Linked DNA regions of Anas platyrhynchos: region 1 is linked to region 2. Evidence: chromatin contacts called from public Hi-C data. All regions are on one chromosome and are shown on one strand. Each heading gives the region's core, a stretch centred on a gene start, on an enhancer-like site or on the middle of the called end of the contact. The rest is flanking DNA. Distances are from core to core; before and after follow the strand shown.

Region 1 (3,024 bases), core at 253-2,752, 130 kb before region 2:
CCCGCTATTTGAGAAATAAAAACCCGAGACAGCTTCAATTCAGGGGTTACTTTTGAGACATACAGCTGAAGAATTCCCACATACTGTTCACGTGCAACAGTTCAAGTTACTTTCATGAAGTTCACATGCACTGACCTCCTCCTAGTTTAAAGGACATATTCCTACAACAGAAGAGTCAAAGCTATCTGTCTTAGTCTTAGAAAAAAAAAAAATCAAACCACAAAAGAACAGTATCTGCAATGTCAGAAGTTCACCTATGAGCAATCAGATCTGATTCGGAACAGTTAATGCTAAACTTCTCAAGGCAAACCTAAGACTGCACATACATTTTGTACTGAATTAAAATGCTTAAGACAACGCAGAGGAACTGAAACTACCAATAACCTTCTAATTATTTGTGGAAGGCGGCAAGTTTAGCATTTCTTAATTTCAAACTATTACTAGCCTGAAGAAGGTACACCAGATTGTGGTTTTAAACCTTAACCATGCTGTGAGCCTCTCCTACACCTCAGATAAATAAAGATTGCTTAAGATGCTTTTCAAGAGGCTGGCATGTTCCTCCTCATGCTAACAAGCCTAGGAAGACTTTCATAGAATGGCCTGGGTTGGAAGGGGCCTCAAAGATCACCCAGTTCCAACCCCCTGCCATAGGCAGGGACACCTGCCACTAGATCAGGCTGCCCAGGGCCTCATCCAGCCTGGCCTTGAACACCTCCAAGGATGGGGCATCCATAACCTCCTGGGCAACCTGTTCCAGTGCCTCACTCCTCTCTGAGTGACGAATGTCCTCCTACCTCTGATCTAAACCTCCTCTCTCTTTTAGTTTAAAACCATTCCCATTGTCATGCCAGTACCCGATTAATAAGAGTCGCTCTCTGTCTTTTTTGAGTCCCCTTCAAGTACTGAAAGGTCACAACGAGGTCCCCCTGAAGCCTTCCCTTCTATACCTGCACAGCCCCAGCTCTCTCAGCCTTTCTTCATAGGAGAGGCGCAGAGCTCAATTCCCTGGGTTTCCTCCCCGACTGCCTACTGACAACAGCACCGCTCCTTGGCCGCACCACCATGACCAGCCCCCACCTGACAGCCCATCCCTGCCTCTCTGTGCCTGCTAGAGCCGGGCTGGGCAGCACGGGGCACTCCGGAGAGCGAAGAAAACGCGAAATCCCCTGAAGAGAAACCCGCCAAGCCAGGGGGCACCCCCAGAGCGGGGCAGCGAGGCCTGGCCGCGGGCCCAGCGGCCTGGGAGCTGGCGGGGGCAGCGCTGCGCCCCCTCAGCCCGCACCCCCGAGCCCCCCAGCCCCTCATCCCCTCATCCCTCTGCCCCCGAGCCCCCACCCCCGGCACTCACTGCCCATGGCGGCCCCGGTCGGGAGCGAGGAGCGCGGTGGCGGCGGCCCGGCAGGGACACGTCAGGACTGAGCCCGGCCGCCCCCTGCCCCTTCCGCTTCCTGCCACGCGCCGCGTCCCACAGCGCCGCCGCAAACCCTGCGGCGAGGAGACTACAAGTCCCAGCATGCACCGCTCGGGGGGTACAGCCCGCCCGCCAGACACCGCGGGTGCTCATTGGGGCCTTTCAAATCAATGCAACCAATCGGGTGGTGGAGGCGGGGCGCGCGGATGGGTGGGAGTTGTAGTCTCGCGGCTGCCGGCCGCCATCTTAATGAGGTGTGAGAGTGGCGCGTAGGAGGCGAGGCGTCGGGGTCGCAAGTTGTGTTGAAGACCCCATGTTTCAGCAGCCAGGGATCCTGGCTTTGGTTTAAGAGATTCCAAGAGATAAATAAATACATGAATAAACTCTTTTCATCCGTTTTGTGCTTTTATATCTACAGAAAATAATTTTTTAGACCTTTTCCTGCATTAAGAAACTCCCCACGCACCCCCGCACAAAATGGCAGCCGGCGGTGTCACACAATGCTGTGCGCCTGAGGCTGGGTCTAACACAGCCAGGCCAACCTGGGCCTCTAAGAAAATATAAATTCACTGGTAAAAATGTGCAACATCATGTCATGTGTCCATGAAGCCCTGGCATATCAGTGCACTTCTATGCCACACAGGAGTGCCAACAAGTGAAAAGCGGTCACATTGACTTGCTGCTGAAGATGTTTCTGATAGTATCATACTGTCTTGTCTGATTTGCATTTATAGAAGAACTTATCCTTTGTCTGAAAACTAAGGGTAAACAGAAGTTTGAGGAAAGAGAAAAACCAATAGACGTACCGATACAAAGCAATTAGTGTATAGAGTGTGAAACCAGTAGTGGCTTCCACAAATCTCATTAGTTTCCAGGCACTTAGGTATGGTTTGTTTGATTAGTCAATCCCCTCTTTCCTGAGATTAACTTTAAAATAACTAGGCCTAATTCCCATTTCCACACCCATTTCCTGCTTTCCTGCTTCCCTCCCCCCCACCACAACATTATCTTTGCCCAGATCAAGGCTTCTGAGCTGTGCATCTCTACTAAGAGTTATCAAAGACATCTACCAATGGCACTGAAAATGTTTCAGTCAGCTCTTGTCCGATGGAGCTTATTTTAAAACATCCAGTTTATCTAAACTGGTTTTATCCCACCCATTTCCAATTAATGAGAAAACAACTGTTTTTGCTGTTAATGGTTGGACTCAATCATCTTAGAGGTCTTTTCCAACCTAAATGATTGTATGATTCTATGTGGAGTTGTTTTAGTGAGATCTTCTTGGCTTACTACAGGGGCAGTGACTTGATTCGCCAAAGTCTGGAGGAAGAGAGGGAAGAATTAGCAGTAATTTCGTGGAAGTCTGAGCAAGGAATCAGCAAGAGGGATTCAGTGGATTGATGGTAGAAGCAAACAGTGAAATGCCAGAATTTTGCCAAATTTATGAAAATAAGGGAAACTGTTGTGAGAGATGCTGATAGCATCGCTGTGCCAGATCACTGTTAAATTAGAAAGGATAACATGGCTTTGTCCTTATCTAAACAGCTCATCTGCTTTTAGCCATTTAGAAGTCAGATGTCTAGGTAGTTGTCTAGACTGCATGCTCAACGGAG
Region 2 (3,140 bases), core at 61-2,560:
GTAATGAGCAGAGCTGCTGCCAGGGGAAATGTAATTAAACTCCATTTCCAAGCGGCAGGTACTGTTTGCAGGGAGCACGGCCGGCCTCACGAGCATTGCTGTGCAGAGACGTGCTGGAGACTGGTCTGCCTTGGAGAATCGGTGGCACCCGTGACCGAGCAATAGCACCGTGCAACTCCCACCTGTGTCACCCACCTCCTGTAGCACTGGGAGACCATTCCCCTCCGCCCAACCCATCACATTTCCTATTTCGCCTGTTCTTTTTACACCACTTACCTTAGCACACTGCCAGCACAAATCCATGGAGATCACATTTATTTTTCCAAGTAATTTCCAAGCTTGTCTCTCTTGTTCCGTTGTGTCCCAGTTCAATAAAATACATTTATATATATATATATACATATATAAAAGCGTATATACATACACGTATTTTCAGTGGGAAACCATATACGAGTTTAGAATTCTTAAAGGAATACAAGGTATATTGCAACTAATAATAAAGTTATGTTTTCTGAGCGGAGTGTGTTTGAGAGCATCATTTATAACCACCGTGTCTCTGGAGGGTGAGAAGGGAGAGGCACAAAGATATTAAACCCAGCTTGTGGAGGGGCACCTGCAGCCCCTGCGCATTGCTGCTGTGGCTGGTGCTTGCTCCCCAGCCACCATGGACCAGGGGGTCTGGGTCGGAGGTTGCCTTTCTGCTCAAAAGTTGTTTTTTTTGGAAGCCCTGTGCTACTGTTTGCTGTAGCCCGGAGCAGCCCAACAAGAGCCACCAGGGCACTGCAGCAGTGTTTCCTCGTGTGCTTCTCCTGCCCCGCATGGGACAGGGGTCCGGAGCTGACGGAGGAGCCTGCGATGTCAGACAAGCTCAGCCTGCTTTGAGACCTGCTCCCCACACTTCCACAAGCCCGTTAAAATATTATTTCTGTCCTGAAATGTGCCCAGTTGGAACAGGAGGCATGCGCACCGCGGCCAGGCAGAGCAGCAGGGTAAATGCCACCTCGTGTCCCTGGCTGTGAGTCCAAAGAGGGCCGGGGAGTGGGGCCAGCCCCTCGCCAGCTGCCAGGCAGTGCCCAAAGCGAGTGAGAGCCCGGCCAGCCCAGCCCCAGTTCGGTGCATTCAGGGTGCCCTGGTGCAGGAATCCTCTCCTGCAGGTACCGGTGCCCAGTCCATCGCCCTTCATCATCCTCATCCTCCTTTCTGGCGGTGTGTCTTACCCAGCGTTTCCACACCACCACCACCACCACCACCCGGGGCGCAGCGATCTGTCACGGCCGTGGGTGGCCTTGCTGTTTTTAGCACGTGCTCGTGGCCCGACCCCACAGGCCAGCAGGAGGCTGAGGCTTTGCGCCTGTTCCCCCAGCTCGTGCCAGGCCTTGTGCTGCCCTGAGCTGGCGGCTCCTCTCTGGGCTGGGCAGGCGTCCCCCGGCCTCTGCTGTGACACTGCGGTAAAGGGGGACAGCTGACCCCGTCCCTGCCCTGCATGGACCAGGGCAAGCAGGGGAAGCTCTTCAGTGCCTGGAAGCACTCCAGGAATTTGGATGCAAAACAATTCCTATGGGATCAATGAGGAGCTGGGATGGGTCGCGCTGATGTGTGAGCAAGGGAAACTTGGCAGAGGGACCTGCCTGGCCTGGGGTGGAGCGGAGGGGAGGACAGGATGTCCAGCATGGAAAACACTTGTGCTGTCCTGAGAGATAACACACAGAGGGGAAGCAGTGGAGCTCAGGTGGGAAGGATGAGTGGTACCTTTCCTGCAGCAGCATAGGAAGGGCCCACAGCCATCCCCTGGCTGACCGCAGGGCAGAACCCCAGGAGAAGCAGAGCCTCTCCAGCCTTCCCAAGGCCAGCAGCTCTCCTTCCACAGCGTTGTCTTTATCTCAACAAAAAACACACTGGCAGCACCAGCGCAGCTCTGCTCAGGCCAGCAAAACAAACCCTGAAGCTGGCGGGGTGCACGGGCTGGATGCAGACAGCTCTGCTTCCCGATCCAGAGCAAAAACAAGGATGTTCCCTCACCATGGGTTGCGGGGTCAGCTTTGTGCTGGAGCGAAGGCGACAAGCATCCTGCCCGCAGCACAGGGCTGCCCTTGTGCTGGCCACATCAAAAGCGCCAGCAGAGCCCAGCTTCCAGCCCATGCACTTTGAACACCAAGCCCACTATTCCCGTGCCGAGCGCGTGCGCGTCCCCCACTGCATCCTAACCCAGCACGGGGGCACTCGCGTGACTGGCAAGCCCCCGGCCCCCAGAGAATGCCAAAAGTTTGCACGCACGCCTGAGCTGCCCTCTTAGCACAGTGAAAGTCCTACAGCCAGCAGAGCAAGAGAAACACTTTCCACTTGTGTGCCTTCAGACCGAAAAGGCTGTTGTTGGATTGCAGGCGTGATCAGAAGTAACAGCGGGAATAAAGAAACGCCATCTCCTCCAGGCATCGAGGAGGGAAGGAGCAGTCATCCCAGGAGGAGCAGGACAGAGCCCATGCCCTGAATAGTTGTGAAGATGCCGTGCTCAAGGGGAAGCATCTCGGAAGGAAAATCTTTCTGGACAATTTGCCCGAGGCATTCCCAGCTTCTTAACAAGAGCTTTGGGGAATTTGAAAGAGGTTGAACTTGCCGCCAACAAACTTGGTTTAAAAACTCCTGGATAAAAGTTCAGTTTTACTTCCAGGGAGGAGGAGGGTGGAAGGAGTTAGAGAGAGCAGATTGCTGGCTCCCGTTATGGAAGCAAGCTTAATAAAATTCATAGAAATATTGGTGGTTCTGCTGTGCCGTGCCAAGAATGTGTTAGCATAAAACCTTCTGAGCAGAAGGGAGAGATATAATGTCATCCTAGCCTTGATATGAAAGATCAGCCTTCATCTCCAAAAGCATATCTCAAGGAGTGGTAACTAACGTATTTACTTTCCTTCCCTCTAGAGCAGGTCTCAGCACAGCCCTGCACAATTCATCACTGTCACAGCCTCGCACGAATGGTGTTGGGATGACCCCGGCTAGCAAAGAAGCAATAGGACAAAAGATTAAAGAGGGAGGCATTTCTTCCTACCAGGGTTGTAATGACACCAGCGCAACACAGACCAGCTCAGTTTCTTCCACAGGAAAGCTACATCACACTGCTCTGGCTTTCCTTAAAAAGAAGCCAG

What was found. A called contact is a pair of places that touch in the nucleus more often than the background predicts.
Region 1: a Hi-C map of F1 follicle shows a contact between it and region 2, with 2.7 times the contacts expected there. The contact joins the promoter of SEC61A1 here to the enhancer-like site in region 2. A contact is called at or near these places in 6 of 8 Hi-C or Micro-C datasets (F1 follicle, F5 follicle, liver and 2 more).

The regions. Positions count from the first base shown.
Region 1 is chr13:11,748,587-11,751,610 of IASCAAS_PekinDuck_T2T, reverse strand. SEC61A1 (SEC61 translocon subunit alpha 1) reads right to left here and starts at 1,502. Exons shown (of 12, transcript XM_027468055.3): 1 at 1,349-1,502. The coding sequence starts at 1,355.
Region 2 is chr13:11,619,076-11,622,215 of IASCAAS_PekinDuck_T2T, reverse strand. It overlaps MGLL (monoglyceride lipase), which reads left to right. Exons shown (of 8, transcript XM_013092331.5): 8 at 1-515. Among named protein-coding and RNA genes, the nearest start is that of ABTB1, 34 kb to the right of the region's middle. Within about 2 kb of position 1,310, at least 5 of the 8 cell types and tissues checked have an H3K27ac peak or open chromatin away from gene starts, as enhancers often do. A contact at or near this core is called in F1 follicle and F5 follicle, where this site is marked.